Regions from separate parts of the Hordeum vulgare genome. Here region 1 is linked to region 2. The links are chromatin contacts, called in public Hi-C maps. All regions are on one chromosome and are shown on one strand. The core of a region is the stretch at or near the end of the contact, and the rest is flanking DNA. Distances in the headings are between cores, read along the strand shown. Region 1 has its middle 75 kb from the start of LOC123448791. Region 2 has its middle 12 kb from the start of LOC123448789.

Region 1 (7,381 bases), core at 1,305-3,804, 750 kb before region 2:
AGCACGGACGTCGTCTCCTACCGCAGCTCGTCACGGGAACCAAAAAAGGTGTCATTCATGGTGTTCCCGTTCAAGACGGCAGGGGCGTCCGTCGTCTCCGGCCACGGTGCTCGTTGAAGAACCACCCCCCATCATCGATTTCAGTTGGAGATCTCGTCGACGACCCCTTGATCGAAACTTCCCCCTCGACCAGCTGCAACTCCGTCGTTGATGCTCCATGGTTGCAGCGCTATTGTGCGCCGCCCCCAGCCCTTACCGTCGACGCGCGAGTTTCTGCGAACAATGACCACCAGCATAATGTAAAATGGGATGTAGCAAAAGAAAACATCGGTCATCGCAAAACCAAAGGCGAGTGTAGCAAAAACCATCGCCGTTGTTGTCTCGCCCACAACTCTGTCATGAATGGATGTAGCAAATCATCCCGCCGATCGTAACAAAAAGAGACTACGGTTGTAGCACAATTATCATCGCCCACCGTCATAGGTCACAATCCTACGGTGAAGGACGTAGCAAAAAAAACAATGGACTTAGCAAAAACCGAGGACAGTTGCAGCAAAAGTGAAGGGATGGATGTAGCAAAAAGAACCCTGGCCGGGTGTAGCGATAAAAATTCTCTTCAGTTTGGTTGCAGCTTTTTTCATCTAGCGCTAGAGCATTCCTTGACAATGGTTGAAGCTTTTCCTGGTTGACAGTTTCGGATGAAGCTTTCTTTATAGCCGGTTGAAGCTTTTCTATTTGGGGTTTGAAACTATTTTGTCACCAGTTACAGCAAAAAAAAGGATACATTTGTTCAAGCATTGCCTCCGTCGGGTCGTACATCAATGCTCGCCGTCGATGCACTCCCCGTCGATCGTCATTGCAACATGCGTCCCAATCGCCATTGCAGCTCATGTCTGCCGGAGGTGCCTTGGAGCGGGAGGAAGGAGGCCTTGGCTATGGTCGTTTTATCCGCCCACGGTGACTCCCATAGCAGCAGGTGGCAACAATTGTTCTCGAGCAACAGGCGGCCGGCGATTGGTCTCCAGCGGTAGCCCCTGGTTTCATGGAGGTCGAGGGGAGGTGGGGAACAATGAAAAAAGGGAATGGATAAGAGAAGGAGAGGTTGAGGAAGAAGATAAGACAGAGGAAAAATATCTAAACGTGGGGTGTGAAAACGAGTTGTGTGGCGTACGATATGAAGGGATCAAACGGTGCGCGAGCCGTCTACAAGCATTTTCCCAATAAAAATGACGACTACCTTTTTGGATCACTACCGTATAAGCACATTTTACCATAAACTTCTCATGATATTAATATGCACGGTATTTTTGGAAGTGATCTTAGAGCACCTACAGCCAAACCCCTTATATCTATTTCACACGTCCGGATAGGCCGTTCTTTCACTGACCGATCACAAAAATTGACCCAGGCGGACCCCTCAAACATACCTTAAACATCCGGACTGACTAGCACCCCTCGTATCCACCCAAATATGAGACAAATAAGGGGGGCGGCTCAGCGTGCCATGGCACACCCTCCACGTCTGCTTGATGATGGAGCCTCACACGGACTCGTCCGAAAACCCGACGATCCAACGGACGTGTTGACTGTCGCCGTGGTGCGAACGTCGCGTGGCGTCGCTCTGGCTCATCGTCCAAGGCCATAGCTGGGTATTTAAGCCGTCCGACGTCCCCCAACTCTAGAATATCCATCTCCTGCCTCCCTCCGTCGCCACCCGAGCCCGTCCGCCTCCTCTCCCCGCTCCCTCACGCTCTCCAGCGTCAGTATGGTCCACCGTAGAATCACCACGTACGCCATGCTCATGCCGGAACGCCGGATGCAGATCGTGGCAGACATCCAGGCTCGACGCGCCGCCTATATCGTTGCGGGTCTACCTCCAGACTCGTTGAAGCCGGAGGAAGAGGAGGAGAAGGAGGAGCTGTCGGAGCCGATGATGGTGGACAATGAGGATGCCGTCTAACCACAGGCTTATCCGACAGAGGTAGGCTGAGGTTGACGCAATGACGCCCTCCTCAAGGAGCTCGATGCGAAAATAGTGGCGTAGGTGGCCGCAACGGAAAAGCTGGAGGCGTCGAAGGGGACGGAGCTGTACGTGCCGCATATTTATCCGTCGGAGGGAGAGGAGCTGCGGCTGTCGTCCATGTATCCGTCGGATGGCACGAAGTTCGTTGAAATCTCCGATGAAATTAATAGTTAGGTTTCTACGTAATACATAGCTTTTATTAGTTTGCATGTTTTTTTATGAATTTAAGAATCTAATATGAGACGTTCAATGCAGTTCTGTTTATTTAAGACGTATCCGGTCATATTCTATGTGGACGTCCCTAAATGCGTCCGTGGATATTTAAGACGTATTTTTTGCTCATCGTGGTTGTAGATGCTCCTAACATGTGAGTTATGTGTACCAAAAAAGTGAAGTGGCTGTGCTGTCCCAACAATCCCAGCGAGTCAACCGGTTGTACCATGTCGCTCAAACATTTCCATGTTGGCTGACCCCAGAAACATGTGTACCACGTCTACACTGGTGATAGCTCAGTTTCTCGAGAACATGTGCCGTCCGATGCTTCCTCGTTTACACTTGACAACACGTCTCTTTCTCATACAGTCGTACTTGGGCGCTGATAATTGGAACCGGTACCAGCAAACACTCGTACTAGCTCTATATGTACGCCGTAGAGGCGGAGGCAATGTGTATACAGTAGTCATTTCATAGGGCACATAGAGCTAGCACTTGGCCGTCCCTACCTATTTATTGTCATCCAGATCTTGATGGAGTGCATATATGTGTGAATGGCTAGTTGGATGAACACGCAACCAAAGCTTTCACATTTGCTTGTTCGTTTTGTGGATACACTAACACTCGAATTTGTTAGGATCTAATTAATCCTATTAATTCTGTTTTTTAGCCGAGATGGTTGCCTCATATCCCTTCGGTCGCGTCCCTTTGAAGACTATATTGTAACAACCCTATTTTTAATATTAGTTGTGCTTGTATTCATGCATTGCATTTTTATTTTCTTTTGAAATTGAAATGAGGAAGTGATAAAGCCTCAGGAACCATTTTTTGTCAAATAAGCAATATAAAAAAATTGCTTCAAATGATCTAGGAAAATGTCCCTGGTTTTCTAATAAAATATCGAAATGATGTAAAAATGTCAACCAATATATTTGAATCACGGAAACACTTATTTTGGACTTTTGAATTAAACAAACAATTATTTGAAATAGAATTATATTTACTATATATATAATATAGTTCCATATATTCTCAAAATAATTTTGTGGCACTAGAAATTTTCATTTGGACCACATAGTTATTTTTGGGATTTTATTAAATGGCTAGATAATTTATTTAAAGCCAGAAACAAATGTCAGAAAAAAAGAAAAAAAAGAAAATAGAAAAAAGGAAGAAGAGCCCAGCTGGCCAACTTACCTGACCGGCCCAGCTGGCCCATTGCCAGTCACCCCCCACCTCCTCTCGCCACGAGGACACGAGAGCGTGTTTGCCGCGCGTTGGCATGCACCGTGCCACCTCCTGCTTTGTCGTGGCTCGACCCCGCCTTCTAGCGACGCCATGGACGCCCCTAGTGCCCCCTCTCCCTTATCCCCCTCGCATCCTCTTCCTTCCCTCCTCTGTCTCTCTCGTTGGACCGAAAGCCGCATTCGTCATCGTCGAACACCATCATGGCCACCGACCACTTCTCGCACCCCCCCCCCCCCCGATCTGCCCAACGCGTCTGTCCTCTCGAGCTGTTCATTCCGGCCAAAGGAATCGAAGGCAGAGGCTCCTCATCGCCGTTGCCGTCGTCGATTCCAACTCCGGCCACTGGAGCTCATTGAGCTCAATTAGCCGGCTAGGGAGCTCCTGCAACCTCGCCATCACCATCATCGAGCCCCTCGTGAGCCTACACTTAATTTCCCCCTTTCACCGTTGGCCACGCCCCTACCGCTAGTGCCGCCGTGGCCGAGCTCCGGCTGTCGCCATGACCTCGCTGCCGACGAGCTCCGGCGGCCCCTCGACCGACCGCCACCTCCTCCGGATGCGGGCGAGCCTGGGCTGCATCCCAGTGCTCTCGGCGCTCCAATCCGTGCAATGTAGCCCGAATCCGAGCAACTCCAGCAAAGCACCGTCGCGTGAAGTGGTCGCCGACGGCTAACCGTCGGCGCGTCTAACGTGGCACCGCCATTAGCAGCTAATGACCCCTCTAATTAACCCCTAGGGCCACTGACGTATGGGTCCGAGCCCTCACTAATTATAGGATTAGTTTAAAGTTAGTTTAGATAATTAACAGAGTCACTGACATGCGGGTACCATCGGCCAGGTTTGACCTGAACCGGCCCGGTTGACCTGCTCATGCCAGCATGACGTCACGCTGACGCAATAAATTAATTTTTGAAATAAATCAAATCAGGAAATTCTGGAATATTGTATAAACTTAAAAAATTCATAGAAAATAATCTATAGCTACGAATGAAATAAATTATATATGAAAATATCAAAAAATCCAAGGAATATGATGGTATCATTTTCATGCATGTTTGATCAACTTATAACCACTTTTTAGGTCAATTTCATTAAAGGCATTTAAATGTTCGTATGTGAAGTTTAGAACTGATCTATATGGATGAAATAACTTCCATTTAATTTGTGGTCAGTTGCATTAGTTCAAACCAGCATCATATTATCATGCCATGCTCATGCATCATTGTAAAGCATTTGCCGTCCGTAAATTGTTCCTTGTTTGATCTTGTCGATAGATCTGCGAGTTATAGTTATTGACGACATCAAAGAACAACTGAGTTCTTCTGATCAACAGGCAAGCAACCCCCCCTTGAGCACTCCGATACAATCCCATTCTCTCGCTCTTGCTATCATTTCAATGCATTAGGACAAGATGGCTCAACTTCTACCTGTGTTACGGTAGATGAACCCATTCCTTTACATGCGTGTCCTTGTCACAGTAAATAGCTAAACCAAGCAACCTAGCATACCTGGTAGCTGCTTGAGCCATGTTGTGCCATTACTCTGCGATGCATGCTATGCTTAGAGTTGAGTTGTGTGACCATCTGATGACGAGTTGATGGATATACTTCTCGCCCCTCGTTGGTTACCCCAAGTGGAAGGTGGAGATGTAGTCAGCAGCAGATTTCCCTTACACGGGGACTGTAAGGTTTATCGAACCAGGAGGACTCCGAGGATCACCAAGTAGGTGTCCGCTGCTCTAGCGCTAGCAGAAGACGTGGACCTGTACACACAACAAATAACTCTGCTCCTAACGAGTTCAGAGAGGTTGTCAATCTCTCTGGCCTTGTAGTTTGCAAAGGATCAAACACAAGCGGGAATATCGATAGTGATTGCAATGGAAAAGTAAATAAAATCAGTAAATGATGGAGGTGTAAACAATGGTGGTAATATGGACCAGAGTCCCATGATGTTCACTAGTGACGTCTCTCTCCCAAAAGACGATAAACAACTATGCTGGGTAAACAAATTACAGCTGGGCAATTGAGAGAATTATAAACGCACCACAATGCTAATCATGCTACAAGAAAGTTAGAGGCTCAAAAGTAATGGGCAGTATGCCAAGACAAGTAGACCATTTATCCATCAACATCTACTCTCTAATCATCCACCTTGAGATATCTATCCAGAACATCTCGCTGGTATTAAGTTGCGAACCCCACCCAAAGTGTAAACCCAAAGCAACGGCCAACTACATTAACGAACTTTGCGTAAGGTAAAGAATCCTTGCAACCGTGGTCATAAGCACCGTTGTTTTCTCCCTGATGGCAACAGCACATCCCCTAGTCTCATGTTTTTGTCACTCAAGCTAGACATCAGGGGGCATGAACCCACAATCATGCATAACACTCCATCTTGGAGTTACAATCTACTACTCGGCCAAAGCAATAAAAAGTAACGGAGAACATGCATGAATTACTCAAGAACATAATATAAAAGGAGAGCCAAATATATAACTCATCACAATCTAAACATAATCTCATAATCCATCAGATCCCAGCAAACGCAGCATAGCAACAGCAGGTAAATTACATAGATGCCTTGATCATGTACGGCAGCTCACAAGGGCTAAGCATTGAAGCACAAGATTGGAAAGAAGACATCACATAGCTACTGCTCATGGACTCATGGTCCAAGGAGGACTACTCACGACACATCCGGGAAGCGTCCATGGTGGTGGAGAAGCTCCCGGAGGTCAATCCTCCCTTCGACAGGGTGCCAGGAAGAGGTCTTCTAGCGCTCCCAATCTCGGAAGCGCTGTGGCGGCGGAACGGTGGAGAAATTCGCGATTCTGGATATATTTGTAGGGTTTTCCGTCCGAGGGGTAAATATAGGCCAAAGGAGGGCTCTAGGGGGTGGAACCTCCACCCAAGCGGCCTGGTGGCGCGGCCAGGAGGGGGTCGCACAGGATGTCCACCTGGGCAGGGCCTGACTCCCCTCTGTCCCACCTTGATGCCTCGTGAAGCTTCCGTCACGCTGATTTATATATTTTTCTCGGGATTTTTGGGGCTCTGAAAATTGGGGTAAAGTCCTGGCAATTAAAAGACATTAGCAGACAGAAACTGGCATTGGTGCACTGAGTTAGTAGGTTAGTCCAAATATGTGTAAAAAGGTATAAAAGTGTAGAAAACGTATAAGAATTTCACCCAAAAGAGCATGGAACAAACATAAATTATAGATACGTTTGGGACGTATCAACATCCCCAAGCTTAATTCCTGCTCGTCCACGAGTAGGTAAATGATAACACAAATAATTTCTGTGGTGACATGCTAACACACATATAAGAACTTCAAAGTAAAGCAAGTAAGATATGCAACTCAAGTCAAGAGAATAACAAGCAAGAGTCTATATTTAGTATTGAAAATAGCAAAGTAAGAACATAAAGGTGCAAGAGCTCTCGCTGTCCGTGACTCGAATGTCTCCAAATGGTGTTTGCGTGCAAGAAGAGGGAGATGGGTTTAGAGCATAAAAAATATATTATATAGTTTAATTGAGAACCCAATCTACTAAAACTTCACACTTTGTCTCCTTCGGAATCTTATTTTGAGTCATCCCCAGACAACTAGTAAGGCACAAGTCAAAATGATACTCTCCCTTTCAACTTTGAGCACTCATACAATGGATGAGCGCAAGCAAGATATGTTGGCACTTAGGATGGCAAAGAGAATAATGATGGGGAAGGAAGACAAAAAAGGTGTGAAAGGCTCACATCAACGAGGATAACTATGAGCGAGAGAAAGCCAAATGATAGATATGATGTGAGGAGTAGGGATTGCCATGCAACGGATGCACATATGAGCTAAGGTAAGCTCTCCAATGGAACTAGTGGGGGTGCATCCAACTTGCTTGCTCATGAA
Region 2 (6,742 bases), core at 1,718-4,217:
CACAAGATCACATGTTGTCATTGGAGGAGAAGGAAAAGCGGTGGATGGATCGGGAGGTCATCGGGGCCCCATAAGAGTTGAGTTTGCACAGATGAGGATACGGCGGTGAGGTGTCCGGGTGACAAGAGTCCATTCGTTGTCAAGATCAAAATACCAGAGGTTGTACTCACGAATCCAAGACGGGCCACCAAAACCGCAGAGGTGAAAATGGCAACGAAATTGTGGGCAAGTAAATGGATGAAGGTCGTCGGTCATAAATCCAACAGCCTTAGAAGCAGCCGAAAATTTGAAAACATATGTAGATCCACCAAGGCATGCATGCAATGCATGCCGAACATGATCAACGTCAAAGGGGGGGGGGTGGCACGACCAAAAGAAACAACTAAAAGAAGGCATTTGTCTGGGAGATGCTGTGAACATGGATGGAAAATTTCGCTCTGGCCTGGTTAGCAAAGCCCGCACCTTGTGAGGGGTCCAAGGGAGGGGGGGCATAGTTTTCGATGAGGCCCTCTAGGTGGAATCTCCACGGAAGTCGCCATAGGGGAGGTGGGACGTGGAGTCACCATTGATATGGAAAACTATGCATATTTAGTTCGAATATCGCGATCCCTGAAATGATATGCTTGTTAAGGATTTACATATTATGCATGTTACTTTAAATGTTTGAATGATTGATGATATATTTTGCAAGTCATTAAAGTGCATGCCGCTAGGCTAAAAGAATTGAAGAAAGAAATTACTCCATTAAGTTCCGGGTGTCGGCAAGGTCCTGCAACCTTTAAACGAGTAAATTTTTACTCCGTTAAGTTTACTCGAATGTTTACTCAGTTTAGAGGATCGGCTATTAGTTTAAGTTAAGATTAGCCTTGTCTGATTTTAGAGTACATTTTTCTTACCAAATGACGGCGATATCCATTGTGTTGCCAGCCAGCCTAATAACATTAGATATTTAATTTGAAACAGTAGCCGTATCATTAGAATTTATCACACACCCTCGGCAGGCAAGACACAACAAACAGTACGTTAAACCGTAGCCCCTTTTGGGGTCATTTGGACGTAGTAGTCAAGCTATTTCAACTTGCAACTTTAAATAAATGAAACGTGGGGTGTAGAATGGTCAAATGTTGAATATACGTAGAATGATGCCACTAGAATCGATTTGACTTGAGAACAAAATTCCCTTGTTGGTCGACTCAAGACAAAAATGGAGCAACATCAGTTTGACTGCTCGGGGTAGTATCAAACATTGCCTCTGACGTCCGTGCATGCTTGAAAGTACAGAGAAGAAGTTAGAAGTTCTAGAATGTTTCCAATTGGCCGAGACCAGAAAATTAGGAGCACGGCAACAGTCGAAACTTTGTTAATTAGTGGGTTGGAGATCGATAGGGGTGGAGCGGGGTGACGGTTTGACCCAAAGGCCTTACCAATGGAGCATCGTCGTGGTCAAAGTCGACAGTGCATGCATACAACGAGTCACAAGAACTGACCGACGATTAACAATCACCCATTGCCGTTGGCAATAGCAGCAGTTTTGTGGAAGATTATCAGGGAGGAAAAGAAGGGGAATGGCTGAATCTGCTGGCGCTAGTGCCGTGTGATCTTGAACGGCCATCATATTAGCTAGTTCTTTCGTAGGAATATATATATATGGACGGTGATGGCATTATACATCACCATTCCAATAATCACGAGCACTAGCTCTGGTAGCCGGCCGGTGTTCCTGGATCGAACGAAATGCGACCCCCTCATTCCGTTTATGCGTATAATTACAAACAGTTGGGATCACTACTAATCCATCCATCCATCTATCCAGATATTTCGCACTTCACCTCACTAACAGTTGTTACCCGGCAGATACACATATATACACGGATATGCTTGCCCTCTTTATGGGGCCCCGCACGCGACATGTAAAAAATATCTGGAGAGGTGTACAGTAGGAATACGGGCGAGTGAACACTCACGAGGTCTGCTACTTATCGGCGACACTGGGTTGCCGTCATTCGTGACACAGGGATCCATCCATCACTAGTGCTGGAGGCTGGAGACGCCATTCCAATCCAAGCCAAGCAGATGAAACAGGGGACCTATCTATGGATTCTACCTACTCAAAAGCGGGGCACCGATCCAATGGACCAATCCGCATAAAGAGGGATAGGAATAAGCATCGGAGGAAAGCAGGGGACGCAGAAAGATCGAGGAAGATCCAATGATACATGGCACTAGCCACATTGGCATTGGCAATAGCATTGGCATTGCATGCATGTCCGGAATGACAGCAACAGGGTGAGCCCTGGCTTGGAGGCTAGCTAGCCCGGGTCGACTTGCGCATCGGCCCACTCGGATAAGGCGTACGGCAGTGTGTCTCCTTCCTAGCTTCGTAGCCAGCTTGGTGGTAGCCGCTGTCGTCCAGCTCTCTCTCTCTCACACACACACACAAACACACAGAGAGAGAGAGAGAGAGAGAAAGCGTTTGGCCTCCTGTGCCTGCCTGCCCCCTGCCGGCTGCTCCAGTGCACGTACGCATCACGCATTCCGCACGCACACCCGCTTTCCGGGGCAAAAAGGCTTCTCCTTGCCCATATCTTCCTGCCTGCACCACCACTATCGACCGATCACTGTGCCTGCCTGGGCGTGGCGGCAGCTATCACAACGACCAGTGTTGAGCAAGCTGCTATATGTTCCACGTTCACAAAGAATGAAGGAAAAACAAGCTACCTACGCCGGCTGCTACGCTCCGCTGATGTTCAGTTACAAGTATGTTTATCTGGCTACCTAGCTAGCTAGCCAGCTGCCTACGGCAACATGCCGCTTAATTTGGGTCTGTAATGGCAGGGTCTGGGACAGGAGGAGGAACGCACGCACGCAGCGGCCGGGCGGGCACCGCGTTCTGCGCTTGCTCCATCGTGTCACTCTCGTGCGCCCTGCACTATGCGATCGAGCGAGCACTAGCCCATAGCGCGCGGTTGCAAGTTGGACGCGCGACGTGCGTGCACTCACACGTACCTACACCCTAGTATCCACCCCCGTAGCCTTAGCCTGGGCCGTGTTGCGCGACGTCTCGTACGCCGCTGCTGCCCCGCACCGCCACGGCAGACGTGTTGCGCAGCCACTGGTTGCACCTTCTGCCCGCCCGGCTCCATCCATCGTCAAAAGTCAACTAGTAGAGCAGCTCTCTTTTTTCCACTTATTTTAGCTTAAAGTTTCTTGGCACTTATTTTAGATCAGAGAGAGTAACATGTTAATTATTGCGGTTGTTTGTTTCTTAGGTTTTAATATATTCTTGCAGCGTCTTTTTTCACTTGTACTTTCTCTCTATCTAAGTACTTATTGTTTGAGAACACTAATACAGGTATCCCAATTATAAGTATTGTGGTACATATGAAGTATATTATATTGGGCTGTTGCATGTTGTTCAGGACTGTATTTGTTCTAACAGGTCATTTCGGTTGTTTGTTTTGATCGGTTTTATCTGCGTTGCCTTAGGTGTTAATATATTCTTGTAGTCTCTTTTTCACTTATATATCGGAAATTTCTTTTGGCTCTCGAGCTTCATGGAGGCCTTTAAATTCAAACTTTAAATTTCACAAAAATTCGTATTTTAAAAATTCAAAAAAAAACTGAAAAAATACATAGATAGATGAAGGTGTAATACACAAATATGTAAATTTTTAGAATAAAATACGTTAAAATGAGGGTTATGTAAAAAAAGACAAATCTGAAACTTTTTAACACATGTTATTATTCATCATTTCAGACCATGAATTTGTCTTTTTTATACAGGTCGTGTTTCAAAGTATTTCGACCTGATATTTTACACACACACGGATCACATCCTTGTTTAGTTTTATATTTTCTTTTCAGATTTTTTGGAACTAAAATTTTTGAATTTTGATTTTTTCAAAAAATTCGGCCTTCATGAAGGCCGAGCTCCAAAACGCCATTCTCCTTATATATCATATATTGGGGTGGTGCATGTTATTCAAGACTGTATTTGTTCTCAGTGGTGAGTGGAGTTATTTCGGTTGTTTGTTTTGATCGGTTTTATCTGCGTTGCCTTAGGTGTTAATATATTCTTGCAGTCTCTTTTTCACTTATATATCGGAAATTTCTGTTGGCTCCCGAGCTTGATGGAGGCCTTTAAATTTCGTGAAAATTCATATTTTAAAAATTCAAAAAAAACTGAAAAAAAATACTTAGATAGATGAAGGTATAATACACAAATATGTAGAATTTTAGAACAAAATACGTTGAAATGAGGCCTGTGCAAAAAAGACAAATCTAAAACTTTTTAACACATGTTACTATTCATCATTTCAGACCATGAATTTGTCTTTTTTGTACAGGTCGTGTTTCAAAGTATTTCGACCTGAAATTTTACACACACACGGATCACATCCTTGTTTAGTTTTATATTTTCTTTTTAGATTTTTTTGGAACTAAATTTTTTGAATTTTGATTTTTTCAAAAAATTTGGCCTTCATGAAGGCCGAGCTCCAAAACGCCATTCTCCTTATATATCATATATATGGGTGATGCATGTTATTCAAGACTGTATTTGTTCTCAGAGATGAGTGGAGTTATTCGGTGTGTGAATGTGGTGTTCTTATTTGTTTCGACATTACTGTTAGTCGGTAGTGGTCGTACAAGCAAAATTCATGGAATTATTGATATAACGCTCATATGGGCCAACCCATGAAGCCCCCGCTCGTTAAGCTCGGCTCCCTGTTCCGCTTGTTCGCTTAGCTCTTTTTTCTACTCGCTTCACATAAAAAAATCTCATGTCTTCTTTATTGAAAATGTTTGTTAAATAAAAATACATTCACGGATTTAAAAAAAATTAAAATGTTAAAATGTTTATGAACTTTAAAATTGTTCATGAATTTGAAAAACCAATATTCATGATTTCTAAAAATGTTACTATTTTTAAATGTTCGTCAATTAAAAATTCGAAAAAAAATGAAACAAAATAAAAATGAGGATGAAATAAAAAACCAATAGGAAAACGAAAAAAATATCAAACCAGTAGACGAAAGACATAGAAAAATAGACAAAAACATCTAGAAACTTCTCAGAACCGGGAAAACCTTAGGGTCCATTTTAAATGTTCATGAAAAAATATATATTGTATTGCGTTATTCTCAAGCAGCGATACACCCCTTAAATGCGGAGGCCAAAATGACCCCACAGCCCCAAGGCACATAGAGACTCCAAATCTAGAAAGCTTAGTATCTTAACTAGAGGCTTACGCGCGTTTCCCCATGGTGTTCTTCACTCATGGGATTAATTCTTTTTTCTCTAGCAGGTTATTGCAGTCACTTGTTTTGTTTTGATATTATATGCATCAGTTTGGGTTTTAAATATGTCATAGTGGTTTCTTTTATTCGCATATTGTATTTGGTTGTTGTTCGAGACACATTTGTACTGAGAATAGAGTAGAGTTGTTGAATGTGTGGTTGTGTTTTCCTTGCACGATTTAGCCTCGATGTCAGCTGGTGATGGTTGTGTGAGCCTCTTAGAAAATTCTAGTCCATGCTAAAACTGTGAAATTGTTGCTATAAACGCTCACAAGGGTTGGACCATGAAGCTCTCATTGGCTCACCTGGCTCCCTGCTACGCTCGCACGCTTAATTTATTTTTTTCCTGCTAACTCCACCACTAGCTCCGGAAAAAAACCTATCACTTTTATTTGAATTTTTTCACTAAATCAAAAGGTTCTCATTAAATTTTTTTTAAAACTTGGATTTTAAAACATGTTCCAAATTACAAAAACTATGATTTTTATAAAACAATTGCAAATTCAAAAAATTTATGGATTTCAAACAACGTTCGTGAAATTTGAAAAAGATACACAAATATGAAATGATCGTAGATTTCAAAAATATACAAAAAAATTGAAAAATTCATGGATTCTAATTCCTAATGAATTTTAATAAATAATAATTAATGCAAAGGTGAAAAAATAAAATTAAATTAAAATAGAAGAAAAAGGAACATGGAAAATAAAATTTAAAAAAATTAAAGACCAAAAGAAAACTATTAAATGAATAGAGAAAATACACACACAAAACAGGCAATGTCATTCTAGAACCTTCTCAAAACCAGAAAAAACGGTCAGCGTATTACAACTATGCAGATTATTTTAGGATACCACTACGTAGGTGTGCTTTATTCTCAACCGGGACACATACCCTTACAAGCAGAACACATAAACCCTCACAACCCATGATACACATGGAGGCTCCAGATAAAAGGAGTTTAGCACCCCCTCCTTTTCTTTTTGGAAATGTTAAAAATATAGCTTCTGATTTATTTAGCCACAGCAAATCGGACATTTTTTACAACAAATTATAACATATATTTTTAACCGTAGCAAATCGAAAAGATTTGATGTTAGAAATCTGACGTCATATTCCTTTAGCAAGCATGGCAAAATCTGGCCAAAAACTTGGTCCATTCTTGCTACAGAAATTGACATCCTCGCACCAACATAATTTGCCATTATGGACGTTCGATTTGCTATGCTGAAAAGTCTGACATTTAATTTATAGCGGAATCGATTAAGTTTATATGCAAAATATTGACATTGACATTGTGAAATCATTATTATTAAATGCATTGTGAAAGTAATTTTCATATTATATTACTCTAGTATTTTTTACGTTGATATTGTTTCATATAAATTGGATCGAATTTTACTTCAAAGTCAAACAAACAAATCTTATATACAAGAGTAAAAATG

What was found. Hi-C and Micro-C count contacts between places; a contact is called where the count stands out from the background.
Region 1: a Hi-C map of seedling shows a contact between it and region 2, with 2.5 times the contacts expected there. The contact joins two enhancer-like sites. A contact is called at or near these places in 2 of 6 Hi-C or Micro-C datasets (leaf and seedling).

Annotation. Positions count from the first base shown.
Region 1 is chr4H:418,055,519-418,062,899 of MorexV3_pseudomolecules_assembly, reverse strand. No RefSeq gene overlaps it. Among protein-coding and RNA genes, the nearest start is that of LOC123448791, 75 kb to the right of the region's middle. Within about 2 kb of position 2,554, at least 2 of the 3 cell types and tissues checked have open chromatin away from gene starts, as enhancers often do. A contact at or near this core is called in leaf and seedling, where this site is marked.
Region 2 is chr4H:417,307,541-417,314,282 of MorexV3_pseudomolecules_assembly, reverse strand. No RefSeq gene overlaps it. Among protein-coding and RNA genes, the nearest start is that of LOC123448789, 12 kb to the right of the region's middle. Within about 2 kb of position 2,967, at least 3 of the 3 cell types and tissues checked have open chromatin away from gene starts, as enhancers often do. A contact at or near this core is called in leaf and seedling, where this site is marked.